Regions from separate parts of the Mus musculus genome. Here region 2 is linked to region 1. Evidence: chromatin contacts called from public HiChIP or PLAC-seq data. All regions are on one chromosome and are shown on one strand. Each heading gives the region's core, a stretch centred on a gene start, on an enhancer-like site or on the middle of the called end of the contact. The rest is flanking DNA. Distances are from core to core; before and after follow the strand shown. Region 1 overlaps Ppp3ca (protein phosphatase 3, catalytic subunit, alpha isoform). Region 2 has its middle 31 kb from the start of Mir6380.

What was found. HiChIP or PLAC-seq counts read pairs in DNA pulled down with a chosen protein or histone mark.
Region 2: a contact with region 1 is called in an HNF4G HiChIP or PLAC-seq map of pancreatic cancer cells. The contact joins two enhancer-like sites. A contact is called at or near these places in 1 of 484 Hi-C or Micro-C datasets (uterus), 1 of 115 datasets of contacts at active chromatin or transcription factors (pancreatic cancer cells) and 1 of 9 other capture datasets (embryonic stem cells).

The regions. Positions count from the first base shown.
Region 1 is chr3:136,696,722-136,699,299 of GRCm38.p6, reverse strand. All of the region lies in intron 1 of Ppp3ca (protein phosphatase 3, catalytic subunit, alpha isoform), which reads right to left. Among named protein-coding and RNA genes, the nearest start is that of Ppp3ca, 28 kb to the right of the region's middle. Within about 2 kb of position 1,284, at least 71 of the 459 cell types and tissues checked have an H3K27ac peak or open chromatin away from gene starts, as enhancers often do. A contact at or near this core is called in pancreatic cancer cells and uterus, where this site is marked.
Region 2 is chr3:137,751,717-137,754,294 of GRCm38.p6, reverse strand. No RefSeq gene overlaps it. Among named protein-coding and RNA genes, the nearest start is that of Mir6380, 31 kb to the left of the region's middle. Within about 2 kb of position 1,279, at least 96 of the 459 cell types and tissues checked have an H3K27ac peak or open chromatin away from gene starts, as enhancers often do. A contact at or near this core is called in pancreatic cancer cells and uterus, where this site is marked.

The DNA.
Region 1 (2,578 bases), core at 35-2,534:
CACGCACACGCACACACACACAAATGGAAAACCTAACACTAACTTTCAACCCATTCCTATTACTGAAAACCTCCATGCCTTGAAACCACACCTTTAGCAACGTTGACTAGTCCCTCCTTCCATAAGAAGTGCTGCACATGGCACAATGGACCTTATTTGCACTTTTCCAAAGCCTGGCTAGAAACCGCTGGTTCTTGATTCTTGTTCTCAAGTTTAACAGCTCCATTTATGAAGGCAAAACCCGAGTCCATTAAATAGCTATTGCCTCTATGTAAGATCCTGAAACTAGCCTTAAAACATAAAGATGCAGTGCTAAGAACACAGTACTCAAGCCCCATGAATTCCTTCAAGCACAGGGCTGTATTCTCTTGCTTTCTGGCATGACTATTCCAGAAGTGATCTCTTCAGTTTGCCTACAGATTCACCATATCTGTGTCTCTAACATGTTTTGTCTCCTGGAGACTTTATTTCTTCTATGCAAGGACATCATTTGACAGGAACTCCTAAGGCTTGAAGAAAAATAAAACAAGGGAAATAATTAAATTGGTTAGTTCACTGGACATGCCTTTAACTCCAATACTCAGGGGGGATAAACAGAGACGAAAGAGTTCAATTGACAGCCTTGGGTACATAAGAGCCATGCCTGAACAAACACACAAGTAAATGCGTAACAATAATAAATAAATAAGCAAATAAATAAATAAATAGGTGGACAACAAATGTAAATTTGAGCTCTGCTCCGTAATTGTGCCAAATCTTGCAAATCTTTGCAGTTGTGCCTTAGCACTCAAGGTGGACTTGTTCCCAGATCTTGAAGACACCAAGCTCTGCAGGCGTTCACCTTCTTTATATATAAAAAAAATGGGCTGGTGTTTCTATGTAACCTGTGCATATCCTTCCATACAGTCTGAGTCATCTGTAGATTATTTGAAAGGAATACAATGCAAACACTGAATCATTAAAGCTTATTGTTTAAAGAACAATTACAAAATGGGGGCCGGAAGGAGTGGGGGGACCCAAGCTTATACCTATGGCATGTTTGTGGCCCAAAATTCACACTGAAACCCAAGTGTTAAAATGATAGCAAAAGAGGTGTGACCTTAGGAAGATGAGCAGTTCATGAGGACAGAACCGTTGTGACTAGAATTAGTTTTCTTACATACACAGCCCACTGAGCTACCAAACCCATGCAATAGTCAGTTACAGTGAGACATCTCTATGTACAGGGGCCCTTCCCGATACCTCAACCATGCTGGCACAGTGATCACAGACTTCCTGCTTGCAGGGAGGCAGGCAAGCCATTTCTGTTGTGCCCAGATCACAGTTTAAGATGCCTGATTAGAGCAGATTAAGGCACACTGTAACTGGTTTTGCAGAACAGGAAACTGTGACTAAAGAAGGTTAAATAATTTCCTGAGAATGTGCAGTAAGTAGGAGTCAAAGTCACAGCCATGCCCTTTCTCCTCTGGGTATCTTGCCAGGTCTCTTTATCCACTGACATTTCCATGAGACAATCAATGTCACTCATTAGGCGTAACACTGGGCTTGGGGGAGTGAATTACACAACCATGAGAGTGTTCACTGGCCTTTTTGTACAGGAAAGGAACTATATCTCTTAGAATAACAATATCTTAAATTAAGACAAAAGTTTATCTTACACAGAGACTAGGTTAAAGTAAGTAACTACCTTTACCAGGGTAAGACCACAAAATCATTATCACATTTCCTTTTGCCTCATCACCTTATATTACCTGATCACTTTATATTCTCTAGGATGGGACTCTTATTAGTGTGGTCCAAATGATTTCCAGAGCCTCAGCCATCACCTCTATGTTCCATGAGCCAGAAAAGCAATCAGGAAAAGAAATATAGCACCTCTTCCTTATATGGATATATTCTATATGTAACCGTCAACACTCTCATCACCTTACACTAGATAGACTTCACCTCCAGGACTCAGCTGACTACACGGCAGACTTGGAAATGTGTGGTGCCTTCTGGCTGGCGGGAGTGGGGGGTAGGGAAGTGCTAGATCAAATTCAATTCTAGTATTATTATTCCAGAATAAAAGAATGGATACTTAAAGGTAATATCATAGATCTGCATAGGAATTTGCTTGTATTTCCTAATTTATTTCATAATATTTTCGATCTTTCAAACAAGTTTGAGGTAAATAGGATAGAGTCAAGGTAAATTTTTAGGAAGAATATATTACATTTTTCTCATTATAAGAAAAATCAAAATGGCTGATGCAATTTTCCATTTGGGAGCGTTGTTTCCAATGTGTATTATGAAGAACTAATGTTTACTAAATGAAATTAGCAGCCTTACTCCAGAGTCTGCTCACAGGAGACTCCATTACATGATCACTACGGTAAATTTCTACCAATGATAATGTACTTGAGTCTAACAGGTATTTGTTAGCCAAGCTTTGGGAAGATCAAGCGTAAATGTCAAAGTAGAGAACACAAGAAAAAAAAAAAAAAAAAAAAAAACAAAATTGTCAAGAAATTAGGCATGAATGCTGCTTCAGCTACCAAAGCAATCTGGACCTCTGTACATATGAATGTCCCCAGAT
Region 2 (2,578 bases), core at 30-2,529, 1.1 Mb before region 1:
TGAATGCACAGAACTCAGAAGGCAGATGCAGGACAACCAGGAGTTCAAGGCCAGACTGGGCTTCAGGGAACCAATATGTTTCAAAATAAATAAGTGAACAAATAAATACTCGTTCAGTTTGTTGATGTGGTGGTTTGTAACAGGAGCTCAGAGTTCAGAGATAGCTAATGGCTTCCTGTTTCCTTAATCAAACATTACCAAGTTACATTTCTGGTGTGTGTGTATGTGTAACTGTGTGTTTATGCATGTGTGTATGTGTGTGTATATGTTTGTGTGTATGTGTGTAACTGTGTGTTTATGCATGTTTGTATGTGTGTGTATATGTTTGTGTGTGTATGTGTAACTGTGTGTTTATGCATGTGTGTATGTGTGTGTATATGTTTGTGTGTGTCTGTGTGTGTCTGTGTGTGTGATGTGTATGACTGTGTGTCTATGTATGTGTGTGTGTACACGTGTGTGTATGTTTCTGGTTGTGTTGGGATGTGAGTGAATGTTGTCTCCTGTGAACCACAGTGCTTCATTGGCAGGTGGAGGTCTGCAGAACGCGTCTTCTTCCTCTCACCTGCTGAAGTAAGGCAGCGTGTACAAAATATTTCTCCTCTCCAGATCTGCCTGCTGTCGAGTCAGAATCATTTATTATTTATTCCTCAGCACGATAGAGCTTAACTGCTTATTTTCGGCATGATTCGTGAAATAGACACAGGAAGTAGAAAGGCGGGAGCTGTAACTGCCTCCTGTTTGTTGTTTTGTTGTTGAGCAAGGCTGTTGGAGACTCTGGTCCACGCCTTGTCTTAAGTCTGTGGAGTGGATCTAACACAGGGCCTCATTTGCAGTGTCAGCCAGGCTGTCGCCATGAGAAGCTGGCTCACGGAGGGCAGTCTAAATCTCTCTCCTCTGCTGCAGTCTGCTTTCTTTGTGAAGACTGCTAAGAACATTCCAGAACTCTCTCCAAATATTGAAGTCCTTATCACTTCCTAAACTGGATGTTTGTTCAGGTCTGCCACAAAGCAGTACCAGTACTCTCTCATCAGCAGCTTTCTGTGACCGTGACCGTGCTGGGAAACTCTCCATACCCTGGGAAGAGAAGGAGGACAAGTATGGAAGTCCCATTAGTTATCTATTCGGAGGCTCCTGGCTTTGTTTTCTTAAAGGAAACAACTCGACTGAGTACCACGAGAGGGCGCCAGTGGGCTATGTTAGCGCTGGCGAGGCACTGCACTCCGGCATCCTCCCCACTCCCATTCCTTCCCACACTGCGGGGGGCAAAAACAACCCGGGGGCGCTGACGTCAGCTAGCCGGAGGCGCCTGCCTCTGTACCCATAGGTATAGTTAATCCCCCAGGAGTGAGGCCGGTGCTTTCTCTGGCAGCCCAATTTTCAGCTTAAATCATTGCCCTAATCTTATTTTAATGTGCATTGGGGCCCTGGCGGCTAGAGTGGGTGGCAGGGGAACAGCATTTAACATCCTTTGGAGTTTGGATTGTGCCGGACACTTCTTAAGCACTTGGGTGGGACAGAGAGACTTAATCTTGCAGCTGCAATCGACCTCAGTAGCCTTTGCCTTATTTGGCAAATTTAATTGGCAACGTTAATTTTGGGGGTTGGGGCTGGGGTAGAAGAGAAGGAAAGGAACACATGTGAAATACTAATATGCGCTGTATGCTTCACAGCGACTGTACGAAGTTGTTAAAAATGCTCAGTTTAGCAGAGACATTGAGAGAGATCAGAGCCTTCAGTCAGACAGCTTGCAATTGGCCCGTGGAGCCCTCCATTGGCCAGTCCCAGAACCACAGTCTGGGATCTGCTACCTGTGCGGCTTGCCTCTCTCTTGGGAGGCAGAGGCAGGCCAATTTCTGAGTTCTAGGTCAGCCTGGTCTACAGAGTGAGTTCCAGGACAGCCAGGGCTATAAGGAAAAACCCTGTCTCGAAAAACCAAAACCAACCAACCAAAACAAAAAACACACCCCCCAAACAAACAAACAAACAAAAACATCCCATCATCAACAACAACAAATCAAAACCAAAACAAAAAAAAAAGTTTTACAGGAAACTTGGCAAGAATGGAACAAAACCCACATTCCAAGGGGAACTAGCCCTTTTCAGGACAGTAGAATAAAGTCTAAATTTAACCACTCAGATGTGAGTTAACCAGCAGTTGTCTACAATGTATCTTGCCTGACTCAGAGGGTCCAATGTGCTTACAACAAAGTAGCAGAAAAGCACTGGCTAGCCGAAGGGCGGGCGTTGTTTGATTGGTGTGACATCCACCGGCTGTATTTACATCAAGTAAATGAAGAGAAGAGAGCAGTTTATCTGATGACATGGCTCGTCATCACATTGCAGGCACCAAAAAGGGGTATAGTGACCCGGGACATGGGGTGTGAGGGGAGTGACACAGTGCCCAGGGCAGTGTCTATAAATGGTGAGTCAGAATTCAATGATGCTTTCAGAACGGCGATGGGCCCACTGCCTGCATCCCAGACTTCTTCAGCTTAAGCCCACATCCCAGATAAGTAAATGAAGTCCGTGCACTAAAAGCATAAACCAAGAAATCAAACTGTAGGCACTTCACAGACCA